Regions from separate parts of the Gossypium hirsutum genome. Here region 2 is linked to region 1. A link is a contact called in public Hi-C data. All regions are on one chromosome and are shown on one strand. Each heading gives the region's core, a stretch centred on a gene start, on an enhancer-like site or on the middle of the called end of the contact. The rest is flanking DNA. Distances are from core to core; before and after follow the strand shown.

Region 1 (4,228 bases), core at 855-3,354:
AATTGATTCCCTTTATTTTTAGATTTATTGAAAGTTTCATAGCCAAGCATGTTCAAGGACGTGGGTTTGTTCCTGCAATGCCAGCACCACGACCTGCTGGAATTGGCACCTCAAAACCAGGGTTTGGAACGAATGTGTCATCACCACCTAGAAGCTGGCGATTTCCACCAATTGTGCTGCCAACATGGCGGCCACTGCTTATAGAATGGGGGTGCCAGTGCCGATAGTGTGTGGATTGTGATGTTTGAAAACTGGTGGCAGCAACACTCGTCCAAGGTCTGGAATGAGCACACTACGGTCATGTTTTAGAAATTCAGGCTGTTTCATTTGATCATCATTCTTCGAGATGTCACGTGCTGCAATGGCTTGCCCAGCAATAACAAACAGAATGCTGAGCATGAAAACATCAGTAAGCAAGGAACTAATTTTGCAAGCCATTATCAGAGTAAGTAAGACTGAGAGCTAAGATTGGTTCTGATATGATGGGGAGAAGGGATTAAATAATGCTTCTTATAGAGAAGGTCTAAGTGAGTTGGTTGATCAATTGGCGGTGAGTTAGAAAGAGCATTCCATTTTAAAAGCACCATTGAAGGAGACGTCCCATAAAAACAGAAGCAAAGCATGCAATAATTAGCATGAATTGCATGGGTTCAGAATTGTACCATGCTCAAACGATGTGCATTCTGCACTTTTTGAATGATTTGTATTGTATATATTTATTCTCAGTAACATCGTTAGTGACTGGATCCTGCTGTTTTCACCATGCATGATAGCCTTCCAGTTTTCAATTTGTTTCTTTGATGTCGGTAACCTTGTGATATAAACTCATTGTGGATAATATTTTTTCAATTTATAACAATCAATATTGTAGCTTATTATTGAGTATTATTATAAATAAATCATTGCAATATATGTAAAAACAATTTTAAAATATAAAAATTTATTAATATATATTAATATATGTAAAAAACAACTTTTCCAGAAAATATTTTCAGGAAATCTGTCAAACAGCAGAAAATATTTTACACAGATTCAATCAAACACCAGAAAATATTTTCCAGTAAGTCATTTTCCAGAAAAGTAAAACATTTTCCAGAAATGATTTTACGGAAAACATTTTACTGCCAATCAAACAGACCCTCAATTTGAATTTTTTCGAATCCAGTCAAAAAATTTTGAGTCGAGTTGAGTCGAATTAACGAATCTTATTATTTATACTCAATGTTTCGTTTACATGGATCAGTTATTTTACAAGTAGACGAAGTACAAGCTTTTAGATTAATTTTGAGTAAAGGAAAAAAGGAGAGCGAAACGATTCAGGAAGGAAAGTAAGACTAATGGATAAATATTTATCAAAATAACTAGTTTTGCCTTTTAATTTGATAGTTTTGATTTTTAACTTTAGAAAAAGTAAACATTTATCAAAACGACACAGTTTTGTCTTTTCTTATTTGGATTTTCGGATAACTCGAATTAGGGGTGAGCGTTCGATTGAACCAATTGAAACCGTTTGAGTTAAATTAGAAAAAATAACAATGTTAAATTAAAATCTTGTACAATATAACTAATTCCATGTTAGAACACAAATTTGAAACAATATATATTTGAAAACTTTTTTAAGCAAAATAATAAAAAAAATAAGATATTTTAGCATGATAAACTTGAATTATTAATCACTTATTTAGATTCTAAAATTATTATTTTAGTAAAAATTTTATATTAAAAAAAATATAATTTTTTTTAAAAAATATAAATTTTAGGAATTTCTATAAATATTTTGAATTTTAAAAATTATTTTCAAAATTTGAAAATTACATTTGATTTTATTGTAATTTTTGTTAATAGAGAAACTAATTTGTTTATTTTCAAAATTGACAGGGACTTAACTCTAACTCGAAATCTGAAATCTGAAATTTTTTATTCGAGTTGGATCGAATAACTCGATTCAATTAACTTAAAATTTAAAATTATTTTTAATTTTTTCGAATCGAATCAAATTTTACTGATCGTTATATTTAACATTGTTTTTCACAGTAGCATCTAAATGAGCCTATTTTCTTTGAATGGGCAAGAGAAGTAGCCTTCTTAGATGGGCCTTAGTGGATTATGGGAATATTTTGACAATCAGTTTGCCCATTGGGTCTGACCCGAGTTACCTGGCTTTTCCATGGAACCCATTGATTTGTTCGAAGGCTTTGATTTTCACGATAAAAATTATGCATATGATTTCTTAATATAAGTGATAAATTAATGGGTTTAATAAAAAAAACTAAATAAAAATGAAGTTAACTAATACGAACTCTGAGGATATGGACTAATCTAACGGAGATTTACATGTGCTAGTTGGACCAATTATGAGAGCTGGAGCTAAAAGGATTCAAAAAGCATTTTTGGAGATGAAGTTGAAGCATGGAACAAGGTGGTGAACCCTCTTGCAAGTTGATATTGGTGAACCGCTATGACTTAAAAGGCTTTTTCTAAGATTATAAATGTTTTAATTATGTCATCTAGGGCTTCTCATCATCCCATTAAACTTTTAACTTCAACAAATTTGATTTTAGTATTAATTAGACTCGTGTTACCTTTCTTTAGGTTAACATTAGTTTAGTCTACGCAAAATAATTAAAATTAATCAAAAAGAGATTTTTCTCTAAATTTTATGTTTATTTTACTATTGTTTAGCTTCGAATGAAGTGATGTAACACCCCCTATCCGTATCCATTGCCGGAATAGGTACGAGGCATTACCGGAGTTTATTGAACATTTTTCAGATAATTCTGAGTCATTTATTATTCATATTTTGAAAATAATCATAACGTCTCTCTATTGGCCCTTGAAGCCTCAAACATGCATTAAAAACCAACTGGAATTAAATCGGGATCATAAAAAATTTCGCAAAGTCTTAAATATTTTCATCTAAGTACTTACCATTTCAATGCTTCTTATAATTAAACATGTTACCATTCAATCAATAGCTTGACACTTGCCTAAGCGTCAAACAACATCATTGTTAGTATACTTGCACATATTTCATATAAATTCAACATTGATATACTTATTTTCTCGACATGTCATGCTTGAGTTTAATAATTGTCTTTACTTACATAATTTCCTTGTATCAACATATCAAAGATAATCATATATGTACATGTCATGAAACATATCATTCTCTTACCGTTTCTTCATAAGTATATATCAATCATTTCATTATATCAATATTTTATGCTCCATCATTTCCATTTATTTTATGTATATTTGTTCCGGTAAAGTTTATATCAAACTTAACATAAATTATATTCCATGTACTTATTCTTATTTCGTTTATTTATCTTCATAATTATTTCATACAACTATTTTGTACATACATTTCCATATGACCAGTTCTTGTAAACATTTCACACAACCATTTCATATAACCATTCGTCATCTGATACATATTACCTGAATATCAATTGTTCAATAGATGTCATCGCGTCTCCCATCCACGGTCTTATTTATCTTTGTCATGATGCCATAGTGTTTTTCAACTATGGTCTTACTCATTTTCTGTCAGGTTGCCATGGTATCTTTCAACCATGGTCTTGTTCATTTCATGTTACATTGCCATGGTTTCTTTCAACCATGGTCTTATTCATTCCCGTCATGTTGCCATGGTATCTTTCAACCATGGTTTTACACATTTTATATCCTGTTGCCATGGTATCTTTCAACCATGGTCTTACACATTTCATATCATGTTGCCATTGTATCTTTCAACCATGGTCTTACACATTTTATATCCTGTTGCCATGGTATCTTTCAACCATGGTCCTACACATTTTATATCATGTTGCCATGGTGTCTTTCAACCATGGTCTTACACATTTCTAATCATGTTGCCATGGTATCTTTCAACCATGGCCTTACACATTTCATTTTAGAAAGCACACTCCCGCGAACCTCATTCTTACAACGGGATTACTAGTCCAAGCTAAATCCCCTGTAATATAAACTCATAGAGTATTGTCGGGATTACCAGTCCGGGCTAAATCCCCTACAACGACAATTGCTCTGATGAGCTTGGATCTGAATTACCAGTCCAAGCTAAATTCAGACCCTAATTCGGATTACCCATCCAGCTAAATCCATTTTACACGTATTGTTCGGGAGGGCTATATCAGAATAGGATCACCCGTCCGGGCTAGATCCTTTTTACCGTCAATTCCTTTTCCAATGATCCATCGAATTC
Region 2 (4,228 bases), core at 1,237-3,736, 40 kb before region 1:
TCCAGTTAAAAGGCCTTATTGTAAAGAACCCAGTCAAGGCTACCAATGGTGACCACTCCATGGGGAATGACAAAAATGAGCCTCAAGCATGAAATGAAACTCTCAAATAAATAATCTAGGACCAGCTTTTGCCTTGACTGCAACAAACATAAAAAGGCCTTCTTCGACCACAAGGTTGTACAAGGGAGCCAAACATGTCAATAATTTGAAGCAACTATATCCAATGAGGCGAAACATTAGGCTACATTGTCAGTCACCCAATCATAAGATACTTGAAACATACAATAAAAACATTTAAATGGATATTATCAGCTTTTCCTAGTATAAAAAGCAGTCAGATCAACCATAACGTCCAAATGCAGCCGAGCAGATTCCCACGAACAGGAAAAGACTGCAGTTGCCAGATTCCGGCTGCATAACTTAGGCGTCCCTGATAAAATGAGAACCAGCAAGTCTTAAGAAATGCAGTCCAATCCAACTTAAAATCAGTACAATCAATTAACATTTTAATTTAGGACCAGTTTTCGTGTAACATGATAGTCGTTCTCCTCTTCAACCTAAAATGTGTTATACCAGTAGGAAATATCCGCACTCAAAATTGGCGCCTTGGCCTAGACTCTGCTACAGTGACCCGAATTGGTCTTCCATCCAAATCCTGCACCAGACAGATTTAAAGTAATTCACCATCGTTAATGAGCTTAATAGATTTCAAGACGAAGCAATTTGTACAAAATCATGCACACAAAAATCTAAGTTGCTATAGACATTCACACATGAAAGACCAAGGTAACGATGAACTTACACAACCATTCAAGGATTTAATGGCACTGTTGACCTCATCGGCAGAACTGTAAGTTACAAAGCCAAAACCCCTTGATCTACCGCTTTCCCTGTCATAAACGACTTTCGCTTCCACAACCCTGCCTTGCTCACTGAACAAGGTCTCGAGTGCTGTATCATCAACACCCCATGAAAGGTTACCAACATAGACACGATTTGAAGCTCCCATAGGAGGACCACCCCTTGCTCCCATTGAAGGACCACCTCTTGCTCCCCTAGGAGAAAATTCTTCCCTACGAGGAGGAGGAGGTCCTGAGTTTACCCTCAATGCTCTCCCTTCCAATTCCTGCAAACAGAAGATAATTTTACGATAATCTCAAAACAAGCTTGTGATAAAAACTACAGACATTATTAATTAATCACTTTTATTGGGAGGTATTTAGATACTAAAACAGTAAAAATTTTGAGCAAACTTGACATTTCAAACACCCCTTTCCCCCACCATGCTGCAAAAGAGAATGCGGAAGAAAGTTTAAAGCAGCTACTCCATATGTCGATCAGATTTATATGCAAGAGTAGGTTTTAAAGCTAAAACAAGAAATTGCTACTCAAAATTTCTAATAATATGTAAGAATATGTTCATGATAAACTAAAAAAATGAAAAGGCACATTGTTTGGGATAGACATGTAACAAAGATGATCCAATTAAGCAATGTGGAAAGCACTAAATAGTCATCGCATATGAAAAAAAAAAAGACTTACATAGCCATTGAACTGTTGAGTAGCAGCTTCGACTTCCTCGATTGTGCACATGGTTACAAATCCAAATCCCCTACTTCTCCTAGTTACCTTGTCGTAAATCACCTGCAATATTTCACCACATTAAACGGAGTGAACAATTTGATTCTAAGTCTACAAATGATTGAGAAACATAAAACCGGGTAATCAATAAGTAAAAACAAAAAAGTAAAACAAAAGTACCTCAACCATCTCAACATTTCCGGCGTTTTCAAACAAACCCGCAAGCTGGGCACTATCCACAGTAAAAGGAAGATTACCCACAAAAAGTTTCAAGTCAGGTGAGAAAGTAGGAGACCTTTCTTCATCATCGCTGCCAAATAAGTCCTCTTCCTGGTCATACTCAGAAGAAACAGCAACGTTTGTCAGGAACCCGGAAGAAAAAGAGGACTTTTTGGTTAAAAGCTGGAAACTTGGAAGAGCAGAACAGAAGAGAGGCTTTGCATGGGGGGTAGGAGAAAGGGAGAAGAGAGAAAGTGAATTGGGAGTTGAGTCGGATAAAGATAGAACTTTGGGTTTGAGCGATGGGAGAATAAGAGATGAGGCAGATGTTGCAGACATGGCTGGTGTGGTTCCTTTAACCTTCGTTCTCAAAAGATAAGGTTTTCGAAATGGAAGAGGAGGAGGAGGGTTTAAGAAGAGCTGTGAGGTTAGGTTAGATATTTATAGCGGGAGAAATGGAAAAAAGATATCAGCCTAGCCTAGCCTTTTCCATTTTCGGTGGGATTGAGATATTGGGAGCAAGTTGAGTTGGCTACTTGGCTACATTACGAGATCTCGGCCGTTCGATTTTGATGATCAGAAGATTTCAGTAGATATTTTGTCTTCTGACAAAAGCTGTTGGAGTTTAGTTCCCAACTTCCCATGCCATTCTTTCTCCTGCTGTCTTTCTTTGTCTTTGGTTTGGTTTGGTTTGGTTTGGTTTTGGTTATCACAATTGACAAAAGCCCCCGATAGCAATGAAAATATTACAAATTTCAACTGAAAATGGGTCAGACTGGCCTACAATTTATGGGTTTAACACTTCAGGCCTAAGCCCTACAATATATGCATTCATGTCTAAGTTAAATTTTCTTAGTAAAAGTCCTCTTCAATATTGAATACATTCATCGCTTTATAACAAAATTAGAATAATTTAATTCATCACAATTAAAAATAATTAATCACATTATTAATGATTTATTTCAATTTAATTTTAGATAATTTTCATTGGTGAGCCTTTAATATTTACATATTCAATTAATTTGACCTTATTTCTTAAAGAAATTTGAAAAAATATATAAAAAATTAAAATTCTAAAAAATAAAAAAATAATAATATATATAAAATTTAGCTTTAAAAAAATAGTAATACATACAAAAAAAAAGACAGCATGCGAAAACATTATTATTATATCAATCAAATTTATGTAAAATAGATAAAAATTATTAATGTTGTAATTAAATTTCATCATACACTCATTTTTTATATTGGGCCCTGTTAGTTGGACTTCAGTTTGTCAACCAAAAGACTTATGGAGGGCTTGGGTTTCAACAATTGAAAGATTATATCACTTCTTTTTTATTAAAGTTGGGGTTTAACATTCTGTCGAGTTCAGAGGCTTTGTGGGTTCGTGTGTTACAGGCGAAGTATGGGATTAAGGATGGCATACCCTTCAGTATCGCTCATAGTAATTGCTATTTTCTTTGGTGATCTCTATCTGAGCTGTGGCTTCTACTTAAAGAAAATATTTTCTAGTCAGTTGGAAATGGTATCTCTATTAAGTGTTGGAGGGATAGTTGGATTACAGAGATCAGCCTATTGATTAACCTTATTCCAGCAAGTGCTAACATGGTCACTGATTGTTGTTTAAATATGATGGTTATTGATGAAGGAACATGGAATCCGAAAATTTTTCGAGTTTGGCTTTTTGAATATTTAATTAGACGCATTACTGGCATCCTTCCTCCACATCTTGCAACAAGGCCTGACAAAATTGCTTGGTTGAGAACCACTTCAAGGTGTTTCTCTATCAAAACGTCTATCGTATGATTAAGGAAAGTTTGTGGAATCCTAAGGAGGAAGCTTGGAATTTGCCATGGAAGGTTAAGGGACCTCAAAGCGTGCGAGTTTTTCTTTGGTTGGCTCTTAAACAGCGGTTGCTTACTCAAGTAGAATGGCAAAAGTGTAGCGTGGGTAGTGACACAAGATGTCTAATCTGCAGCCATGAAGCAGAAGACATGTTGTATGTTTTAAGGGATTGTGATGCAGCGAATAATGTATGGAACCGTATCTTCCCCCATAAACTAACCATATTCTTTCCAGGTAATTTGCAGGAATAGATTAAATCTAATTTGGAAAATCAACTCAACATAGTCTGAAGGAATGCCAATTCGTCATGCTTCTCTGGCCTAGTTGCTTGGCGGATATGGAAGAACAAGAATATTTACACTTTTAATGGCATGTCGTGAAGTGTAGAGAAGATTGTCAAAGTCTCACACAATTGGGCTAATCACTACATTGCAGCTTGTAATGGAGGCAATGTAGTGAGACCTACTTCAAGAGTGGATATGGTGGAAATAGTAAGGTGGATCCGAGTAAGATTTGATGGAGCTGTTAAAACCAACATAAGTTGCGCTGCGGTAGGCGGTGTATTGAAAAACCATAATGG

Evidence for each region. A called contact is a pair of places that touch in the nucleus more often than the background predicts.
Region 2: a Hi-C map of leaf shows a contact between it and region 1, with 2.2 times the contacts expected there. The contact joins the promoter of LOC107889598 here to the enhancer-like site in region 1. A contact is called at or near these places in 6 of 34 Hi-C or Micro-C datasets (hypocotyl and leaf).

The regions. Positions count from the first base shown.
Region 1 is chrA09:75,091,182-75,095,409 of Gossypium_hirsutum_v2.1, reverse strand. It overlaps LOC121206205 (a long non-coding RNA gene), which reads left to right. Exons shown (of 2, transcript XR_005901227.1): 2 at 23-746. Among protein-coding and RNA genes, the nearest start is that of LOC121206205, 3.5 kb to the left of the region's middle. Within about 2 kb of position 2,104, at least 1 of the 9 cell types and tissues checked has an H3K27ac peak or open chromatin away from gene starts, as enhancers often do. A contact at or near this core is called in leaf, where this site is marked.
Region 2 is chrA09:75,131,103-75,135,330 of Gossypium_hirsutum_v2.1, reverse strand. LOC107889598 (29 kDa ribonucleoprotein A, chloroplastic) reads right to left here and starts at 2,486. Exons shown (of 5, transcript XM_041076751.1): 1 at 1,762-2,486; 2 at 1,543-1,644; 3 at 803-1,126; 4 at 574-655; 5 at 198-430. The coding sequence starts at 2,139. The coding sequence ends at 593.